2 separate regions of the Mus musculus genome follow, and region 2 is linked to region 1. The links are chromatin contacts, called in public HiChIP or PLAC-seq maps. All regions are on one chromosome and are shown on one strand. Each heading gives the region's core, a stretch centred on a gene start, on an enhancer-like site or on the middle of the called end of the contact. The rest is flanking DNA. Distances are from core to core; before and after follow the strand shown. Region 1 has its middle 12 kb from the start of Smtnl2. Region 2 overlaps Zzef1 (zinc finger, ZZ-type with EF hand domain 1).

Region 1 (4,729 bases), core at 1,547-4,046:
TCGCCACTAAGTCTGATAAATTCAATCTCGGGGTCCAGGGCAGAAGGAGAAAACCAAATTCCACAAGTTGTCCTCCAACCTTTGCACACATCACTGGCATGTGTCTAACCACACACACACACACACACACACACACACACACACACACACACACAAGCGTGATAGTTTCAATAATAATAATAATAATAATAATAATAATAAAGAGGTTTCTATTTTGTTTTTGGTTTTTGTTTGTTTTTCAGACAGTCTTGCTATACGGCCCAGATTGACCTCAGACTTGAAGCAATACTCCTGTGTCTACTTCCCAAGTGGTGGGATCAAGGACGGTTGCTACCACACCTGGCAAGATATTTCTTAAAAGAGGCAGAAGCTCTCACAGGATAGACAGTGAAAGACAGGCAACCCCAAGGGCTGGGCCTAGAACAAGGCTGAAAACAGGGTATGGGCTGTGGTACAAACGGGGAAGCAGGCCTGAGGCTGGGCCTGTCTAGCATTGGGACCTGTGCTGTCACTTGGGGAACATAAAAACCAGAGTAGCCCTCAAACTCACCACAAAAACTAAGCCACGTGCCTGTGGTTGGATCCTCAGCTACGCCACTAACCTCATTGGACTGTCTCAGAATTGGATCACTCACAGGAGTTGGAGGCCACAGTAGACACTCTGAGGAAACCCTAGTCTGGAGTCCAGCCCAACAGAGACCAAGCCAAGGCCTCTAGCAGACAGCCTTGAGGTTTTATGCACTTTGTAGATAACTTGAAAATGAGGAGCGGGGCATGGTGGCACTCGCCTTTAATCCTAGCACTCGGGAGGCAGAGGCAGGAGGATTTCTGAGTTCGAGGCCAGCCTGGTCTACAAAGTGAGTTCCAGGACAACCAGGACTATACAGAGAAACCCTGTCTCGAAAAACCAAAAAAAAAAAAAAAAAATGAGGAACCGGGGCTATCAAAATGACTCTGCAGGTAATGGTGATTGGGTGATTGCTGTCAAGATCTATGATCTGAGTCCCAGGACAGGCAGGACTACAGAGAAACCCTGTCTCGAAAAACCAAAAAATAAAAAAAAAAAAAAAAAAAAGAAAGAAAAAAAAATGATCTGAGTTCAATTCCCTGGACCCACAAGTTGAAGGTGCGAACTGATTGCCACAATTTGTCCTCTGACCTCCACATGTGCATTGTGATAGGACACATCTATACACGTGGTCACACACACATATGTGCACACAAATCAACTGAAAGTTTAGTTTACTTGTTTGTTTTTTAATTAAGAAAAAAAAAGTCCAAGGGCTAAAGAGAGCTCAGCAGTTAAGCCCAGGAGCTGGAGAGATGGTTCAGCAGATAAGAGCACTGGCTGTTCTTCTAACGGACCCTGGTTCAATTCCCAGGACCTGCATGGTGGTCCACAATTGTCTGTAACTCCAGTTCCTCTTCTAGCTTCCTTTGGTACCAGGGATGGATATGATTCACAGACATACATGCACACAAAGCACCCAATCACATTTTAAGAAAAAATTTAAAAATACTGCATGCCTTTAATCCCAGCACTCAGGAGGTAGAGGCAGATGGATCTCTGTGAGTTCAAAACTAGCCTGGTCGACACAGTGAGTTCCAGGACAACCAGTGATCGTACAACTGAACCACTTCTCCAACCCCTAAAAATTGTTTTAAAGGGAAAGACAGGCTTGCAGCTGTGTACACGGTTTTTCCTTGGACTTATTTTGTTGTTTGTTGTTGAGACAGGCAGATCCTAGGGTTTTGCTAGCCTGTTAAGCAAAGACCCTGTCTAAAAAATAATAGTTCTAGAAAACACTCAGTATTGATCTCTAGCTTACATCACACACACACACACACACACACACACACACACACACACACATGACACACAAATTAAAAAAAAAAAGGAAAAAGAAAAACAGAAAAATATAGTCCAGGTGTGGTAGCTCATACTGTATGTAATACTAAGCGTTTAAGAAGCAGAAGTCAGCAGATCTCCAGGTTGGAGGCTAGCCTGGTCTACCAAGAAGCAAGTTCCAAGATAGCCATGACTTCACAGAGAAACCCTGTCTCAACAACAAGAATCAACTCTTAGCCAGGCATGGTGGCGCACGCCTTTAATCCTAGCACTCGGGAGGCAGAGGCAGGCGGATTTCTGAGTTCGAGGCCAGCCTGGTCTACAAAGTGAGTTCCAGGACAGCCGGGGCTATACAGAGAAAACCTGTCTCAAAAAAAAACAAACAAAAACCAACCAAACAAAAAGAATCAACTTCTGTTTCACATTTTAGTGAAACTTAAGAACAGAAAGGGATGAGGGGGCATTGAAATCACAGTGCCAGAGGCTGGGGGGGGGGGGCTACCTAAAGGTAAAAGGCAAGACTCTAGCATGAGAGTCTTCATCAGCAACAGTGGAAGAAAAAAAAAAAGAAAGAAAGAAAAAAGGAAAATATAGATAAAGGAAAATAAACTCACACTTAGAATTGAATACACAACTGTATGTTTCAAGAGCAAGTGACAGATTAAAAACGTTCTTGATCATCACTGAGAAGAACCTAGAAGGAAGCAATAATAATGGAATACATCCTCCAAACCTGGAGAGGCAGCGGTGATGACTGATTTGGGGTTTTTGTCTGCTGCAACTAAAACCACAGCATGGGGTGGGGTGGGGCTGGCAAGACAGTCCAGGTCCCTGTGTAGCAGGTGCTGCCCGAGTCCTAGCTCACATTGTCTCAGCCTTACCTCTGACTTCAGCCAAGATTCTAGGAGAACACGCTCTCCCCTTTCTGCTCCAGGATTTCTGGTAAGGCCTTGATGGAGGGATGTCACCACTCCAGCACCCCACTTAAGGGGATCAGTAATATTTGTGGTGTTGTGGCTGGCTGACTCAGAATAAAAATATTCCCAGCATTCACCCATGAGGCATTTAAACCCGAGTAACATTCCACACAGTTTATCTATTATCAATTAATGGGCATTTAGATCACACCTGACCTTTGGCTGTTGTAAAAGCATCACTGTGACAGTGGGAATGTTTGAATGTATTGATTAAGTTAGTTGCCAATCATTCACAGAACCCTACTGTCTTCTAGGGACTGTGGTAAGATCTGGAAAAACAGCAACAAACAAAAGAAACACCTTGGCATCAAGGAGCTTGTGTTCCAATTCGGACAGGCCATGTTCGCACAAGTTCTCTGATTGCAGGTGCCAGGTAGTGGCATGCCGAGATGGCATCAGGGTCTGTGGTTCATAATGACAGAAGAGGTGAGGTCTGCTTTATCCAGGGTGGCCTAAGAAAGGATGTCCGTGGACAGACAGACATAACTGGAAGAAACAGCGGAAGAGACGGAAAGTGTATTTTGGCTCACGGCTTCATGGGATCGCAGTCCTCCACGGCTGAAAAGGCGTGCCTGTGTTCACATAGCTAGGGGTGCATAGGTTGACCACGGGAGCTCTGATCTTCAAAAGGCCTGCTCTAATAAGCTACGTCTGCCAGGTAGAACCCACGTTCTAATGACTCCTCAACCTCCAAAAACAGAACCATCAGCTGGGGAACAAGTGTTCAAAACATGATTCTGTTGGGGACATTTCACATTCAAAGCATATAGCACAGGCCATTTTCCCAAGTGTTCTGTCACATTGAGACCTCTGCCTAGCCAGATATGTGCACTACACAGACAAGGTTTCCAATGGTCTCTACCACCTCTAGTCCCAGGGTGAAGGAACGGTGTAGTTATCCAGCCCCTCCCACCTCCCACACTGCTGACTGTAGAGTCAGGGAGAGCCCATCAGAGAACCACTGCGGGTCTAAGCAGTTGTAACTCACACAGCTAGAATGAATGTGGGGTCGGCTGCCTCAGGAGTCTACCAGAGAGGGTAGACTCTCTCACACTCTTAGAGGTCTCACACTCTTAGAGGGATTGTGGCTTTGTAAATGGGCTAGCCTTGTTTCCCCTTTTCTCATCCACCCTGTCAATACCCAGTGCCCTAGATTCCAGGTCCTCCAATGTTACAGGAAATGTGATCACACTGTGAACCCCAAGATTGTGTTATTACTGGAAAAAAACTGTTTCTAGTTGTGGTGTGGCTCAGCTGTAGCACACACCCTTAATTCAAGGGTGTTCTGTTTATTGTAAACAAGATTAAGTAATGTTAACCTTAGGTCAAGAGGCCAAGTTGACAGTGAGAGAACATAGGGAAAAAAAAAACCATAGAGAATAAAAAGAAGTCAGGAGGATGGATAGAGAGAGGCACAGGAAGCAGATGGGAGGGACATTCAGTTTGAGGGGTTTTGAGACACCATGGAGAGGAGAGCTTCCTGTTGACTGAGGAGGAAGATGAGCTGGGTGCTCTCTCTGCCTCTCTGAATTAGCAGGCTTTGACCCCAGCTTCTGGCTCCTGAGTCTTTATTGGCAGTTCTTCCTAGTCCTACCCATGCTCTCAGCAGGACTTCTCAGCTTTCCCTCCCCCCCTGGAGCAGCCCTCTTTCCTTCCTTCATACACCTTCACAAGACAATGACATCATGCATTAAACTTTCTTCTGCACAAGAAGAAACATAGAACAGAGGTGACCAGGGGCGTAACAGGCAGGAGAGAATTATTATTTGATGCTTACAGAACTCATTGTGCTGGGCTCCAGTTTCTGTCTCAAAAACCTAATAAGTGACTTCCATGTCTGGTATTGATTGCCTTAGAAATCGTCCACCTGAAAGAAATTAGAAATCTAGAAAAATGGCTAACA
Region 2 (4,729 bases), core at 1,112-3,611, 420 kb after region 1:
ACCAGGCTAGCCTCGAACTCAGAAATCCGCCTGTCTCTGCCTCCCGAGTGCTGGGATTAAAGGCGTGTGCCACCACACCCGACAAGGCTACTCTTATAGAGGACCACAGTTCAGTTCCTAACACTTGTAACTCCAGATTCAGGGATTCTGATGTCCTCTTCTGGCCTCTGTGAGCACACATGTATCCATTATGGCACCCATATAAACACATAACATTAAATAAACAAATAATTAAAACTTTTAAAGTACTTATTTTGACTTGAGATGCTGGCACACCTTTAATCTCACCCAAGTAGTGCAGAAGCAGAGCCGGACAAATATCTGTGAGTTTGTGGCCAGCCCAGTTTACATAGTGAGTTACAGGCCAGGCCAGCTGAGCTACAAGGCAGTGGTGGTACATGCTTTTAACCCCAGCATTCAGGAGGCAGAGGCAAGTGAGTCTCTAAGTTTAAGGACAACCTGGTCTACAGAGTGAGTCCCAAGACAGCCAGGGCTACACAGAGAAACCCTGTCTCAAAAAAACAGGAAAAATAAAACCAACCTAAAATCCTATTACAATCAGTTCTCATAAATGGGTTCATCTAGGACTCTGGGGACAATTAGGATTGTGTGGGTGTGTTGCTCTTAGAATTGTGTGCATTTCTGGCACCATGCTTTCTTAGAATTGTAAGCAGAATTGCTATTTGACAACATGAGTTGTAGTTTTATGGGTTTTTGCCATTGTACTGCTTCTCATTCCTGATAGAACCAGATCACAGGACAGCATCTGTCTGTGAGTTAGCAAAGAACCTCTTGGGTTCATTTTCTTGGTCCTTGTAACACGTTTTACACAATTGTCTTGTGGAAACCCAGAGTCTAGGAATGTTTGTGTTATTAAACTCAGGTGTGGAGTAAGAACATGACCATCATTTCAGTGTTTTGGCTTTACAGGAGAATGATTGAAATCAGGTCAGGGCCCCAGGAGAAAAGCTCAAGGAGCATGGACTTGAGCGTGTCCTTGCATTACTCTGCTGCACCTTGAGTTTAACAACAGATCTTTTTGTGAGTTGAGAGATAATTTGTAACCAAAAAAGGTATATGACTCATACAACTGCAAATGAACACATCAGACTTTTAGACAAAGGAAGGAAGAAACAGTATCAATAGTTAAAGGAAAAATCATAAAACACAAAGCCCGATGATGGTATTTACTTACAGTTAGTAATCAGCTACATTCCTTTTCTTTTCTTTTCTTTTTAAAATATATATTTCTTTAGACAAAAACACTTGCATTACCCTCAGTATTCAACTTACAAAATTATAAAATAGCTTAGAGACAGGAAAAGATACCAATAACTGAGAATGAAATAGACAGAACACCCAATAATCCCCCTCCTGTTTCAGCATCTGTCCTAACCTTTGCTGACAGCGTATTCAAGAAGCCTTCAGTTGCTAAACCCACTTGTTTTTAATCAACTCAGTCAAACATTAGTCATGGCTTTCGGGATGATTCAGGAAGATGGTTGACCCTACAGTATTCTGTCTCTGATTGAAAATTACAATCTGAGGAGACTGTACCGTGTGTGTGTGTGTGTGTGTGTGTGTGTGTGTGTGTGTGTGTGTGTTGGAGAATCTCTTACTGCTTTTTTGCAGAAGGTAGAGATGTGGGAGGGAGCCACATCTGCTAAAGAGGTATTGTTTTTCTAATTGTCACAAAGGTACCAGATAGGCTGGCTACCCTTGCTTTTGTTGATACTAGATCTTCGGGGCTGTAACCATGACTCAAACGTCCTAACTTTCTCTTTCTTTTCCTTTTTCTTAGGTTTTCTTACAGAGACTGGAAAAACGAGAGCAAGTACTATTTTTTCTACAGGAAGTGACTCTGCCTTCCAAGTTACACAGATCAGAATTATGGTAATTACTGTGCAGTCTTTGCTAAGCCCACTCTATAAGGGCTGTGATGTTTGCTCCATCCCCTTGATTCATGACCACTTCTGCAGTGTTAGATATTAGCTACTGTATTTGGTGAGAAAAAACATACTTCTAAGTAAGAGGCCTATAAAGGCAGTCTTTTGTCTTTTCATTTGGTTTGCAGCTTACACAAAATTGCTGTCAAGTTAATATGTTGTTAAAACAGGTTACTCACTGGCTTGTGTGAAAAAAATAAAGAGAAAAATAAAACAAACAAACAAACAAAAAAAGAATTATGGTAATTTCTCTTCCACCTTCTTAAGTAGTTGTAGTGCTCTTCAAAGGTGAATTAGGGACTGGGGAGATGGCTCAGCAGTTAAGAGCACTAGGTGCTCTTCTAGAGAGCCTGAGTTCCATTCCCAGTAGCCTTGTGATGACTCACCATGTGGAACCTGGCATGCATGTGGTGTGCAAACAGATCTGTAAGCAAATACTCAAACACAAAAAAAAAAATAAAAGTTTTAAAGTGAATTGAGCTAGGTGTGGTGGAACACACCTCTAATCCCAGCACTCAGGAGGCAGAAGCAGTGGATTTTGTGAATTCAAAGCCAGCCTGTTCTACATAATGAGTTATAGAACAACCAGAGCTACATAGAGAGGCCCTGTTTTTATTTGCTTGTTTGTGTGTTTGTTTTAAAAAAGTGATTGGGTTATGTTTCCATAGATCCTTGCCTGTCATTGGGTATACAGTAATTATCTTCCTCTGTCTCAGTCCTCTGGCAGAGGGCAAGTGTGCAAATTTAGATTCAGTTTTAAGTCTCTGAGGAGTGTGACTATAAGAATGGAGAGAGCCAAGCTAATGTTTTAGAGGAAATAGCCGCCTTACTTGCAGGGCGTAGTAACATGGAATAGCATTTTATTGGTTTCACTGTGCCATAAGCTGTCTATGTCAACCGGAGACAAATCAGCAGAGAATGTTTGCCTCTGTTCCCAGGTTCGCCGTGGTGGCATTGGTGCTCAGTGTGGGCTGGTCTTTGCCTATAACTCGCCTTCTAATAAGTTTCACGCAGAAGAACACTTCAAACGGTTTGAAAAATATGACAAATGGAAACTCCAGGAACTGAGGCAGTTCGTAAAAAGCAGGTACAGCCCAGAGAGAGTCTGTGTGGTCAATAAAATTGCATCTATTCTCTCGCTGGATGCGGGATTGCATGCCTTTAATTGGGAGGCACTTGGGAGGCAGAAGCAAGTGGACCTTTGTGAGTTTGGGGTTAGCCTCATCTAAAATAGTGAGTTCTAGGCTAGCCATTACTATATAGTAAGACCCTGTCTTAAAAAAAAAAAAGGATGTATCTTTATTGTTGAATTATGCTTATAGAAAAGGTGACAGTAACCCACCACAGAGGCCAGAAGTCATTGTTATTTTCTTTTTTTTTTTTTTTTTGAGACAGGGTTTCTCTGTATAGCCCTGGCTGTCTTGGAACTCACTCTGTAGACCAGGCTGGCCTCGAACTCAGAAATCCGCCTGCCTCTGCCTCCCAAGTGCTGGGATTAAAGGCGTGTTTGCCACCACTGCCCAGCCTATAGTGACATTTTTTTAAGAATTCTGGAATTTTTGGTTCTTTTAGAAACACAGAAATATAAGAATGTGCTTTTGTTTTAACCCCAGGTGTAGGGATATGGGGCTGCTTCAAACTTTCCTCAGCAGCTGATCATGATTTGTCTTGTGCTTTAGCAGAAGTGTTGTTTTGCCAGATGTAAATATTTCTGTGATTGTGTGACTTTGGAATTCTGAGAACTTTTCAGAGGGTACATAAATATGAGTCCCCTAAGAGGCAGGGTCAGTGGTTGTTAGTCATTTAGGGAGGTTGGTTGCAGTTTGTTAGTAGCTGTGGTCAAGAAAGACATTAGATTCAGGAATTTTCCTAATTATTCTCTCCCCTCTATCCTTTTTTCTCTCCTATCTACTGATAGGGGGTAAAACTGGGGGAGTTAGGATAAAGAGTGGGAAAAGGAAGAACCCATAAAGTAGCAAAGACCAGCTACAGTTTGGTGGTGTGTATACCTGCGCCATGTGTATGCCTACTGCCCATGAAGGTCAGAAGGCTGCATTGGATCCCCTAGAACTGGTGTTATGAGTGATTGGGAGCTGCCATGCAGATGCTAAGAACCAAACCTGGATCTTCTGAAAGAACACGCTGTGTTAATTCTGAGCCTTGTCTCCAGCCTCCTCAAACTTTCATTGAAAATACTTATTAAACATCTATTATGTGCTGGGCCTGATGCATTGAAGGTCCTGCAGTGGAAAAAGTACCAGAGGGGTCACTGTAGTGACCATAGAGAGCTTCCTGCCAGGAGACAGTGTCAGCTGTGTAATGAATGCTATACGGGAGACCTCTGGGAGCAGATAGCAGGCCTTACTTGACAGGAAATGTAGCCCTGAGCCAGTGAGCAGTGCTATGATGTTTCTGAAGAGTGAATTACACACTAAGTAGGTGCTTGAAGAAGCAGTGTGTGAAGGTGATTGTATGGCTAAGCTGCACTGTTGGGAAGGGTGGCAAAGGACAGAGCTGGAGAGCTGGGAGAGGCCAGGTCAGTAGAAATGTCTTTGTTTGAGGTCTTAGTTTCTCTTTGAAGCACATGTGTGTAGTGGGGAGGCAAGCAGACAGAGGGTAGAGCTTGTTATTGGGGAGGTAAGAGAATATGAAGGAAGTCAGGTGTGTTCTGGAAGAACTGCTCAGGCTTGTGCTGCAACATCATGAATAGAGGAAAGCAAACAGAGAGCCAGAGGCTGCGAGTAAGCGTGTTGCCCAGGAAGCTGAAAGTAAGAGTGGCCTAG

The links. HiChIP or PLAC-seq counts read pairs in DNA pulled down with a chosen protein or histone mark.
Region 2: a FOXA1 HiChIP or PLAC-seq map of pancreatic cancer cells shows a contact between it and region 1. The contact joins two enhancer-like sites. A contact is called at or near these places in 1 of 115 datasets of contacts at active chromatin or transcription factors (pancreatic cancer cells) and 1 of 9 other capture datasets (macrophages).

What each region holds. Positions count from the first base shown.
Region 1 is chr11:72,421,110-72,425,838 of GRCm38.p6, forward strand. No RefSeq gene overlaps it. Among named protein-coding and RNA genes, the nearest start is that of Smtnl2, 12 kb to the left of the region's middle. Within about 2 kb of position 2,797, at least 8 of the 459 cell types and tissues checked have an H3K27ac peak or open chromatin away from gene starts, as enhancers often do. A contact at or near this core is called in pancreatic cancer cells, where this site is marked.
Region 2 is chr11:72,841,455-72,846,183 of GRCm38.p6, forward strand. It overlaps Zzef1 (zinc finger, ZZ-type with EF hand domain 1), which reads left to right. Exons shown (of 55, transcript NM_001045536.2): 10 at 1,802-1,893; 11 at 2,885-3,033. Among named protein-coding and RNA genes, the nearest start is that of Gm26121, 38 kb to the right of the region's middle. Within about 2 kb of position 2,362, at least 30 of the 459 cell types and tissues checked have an H3K27ac peak or open chromatin away from gene starts, as enhancers often do. A contact at or near this core is called in pancreatic cancer cells, where this site is marked.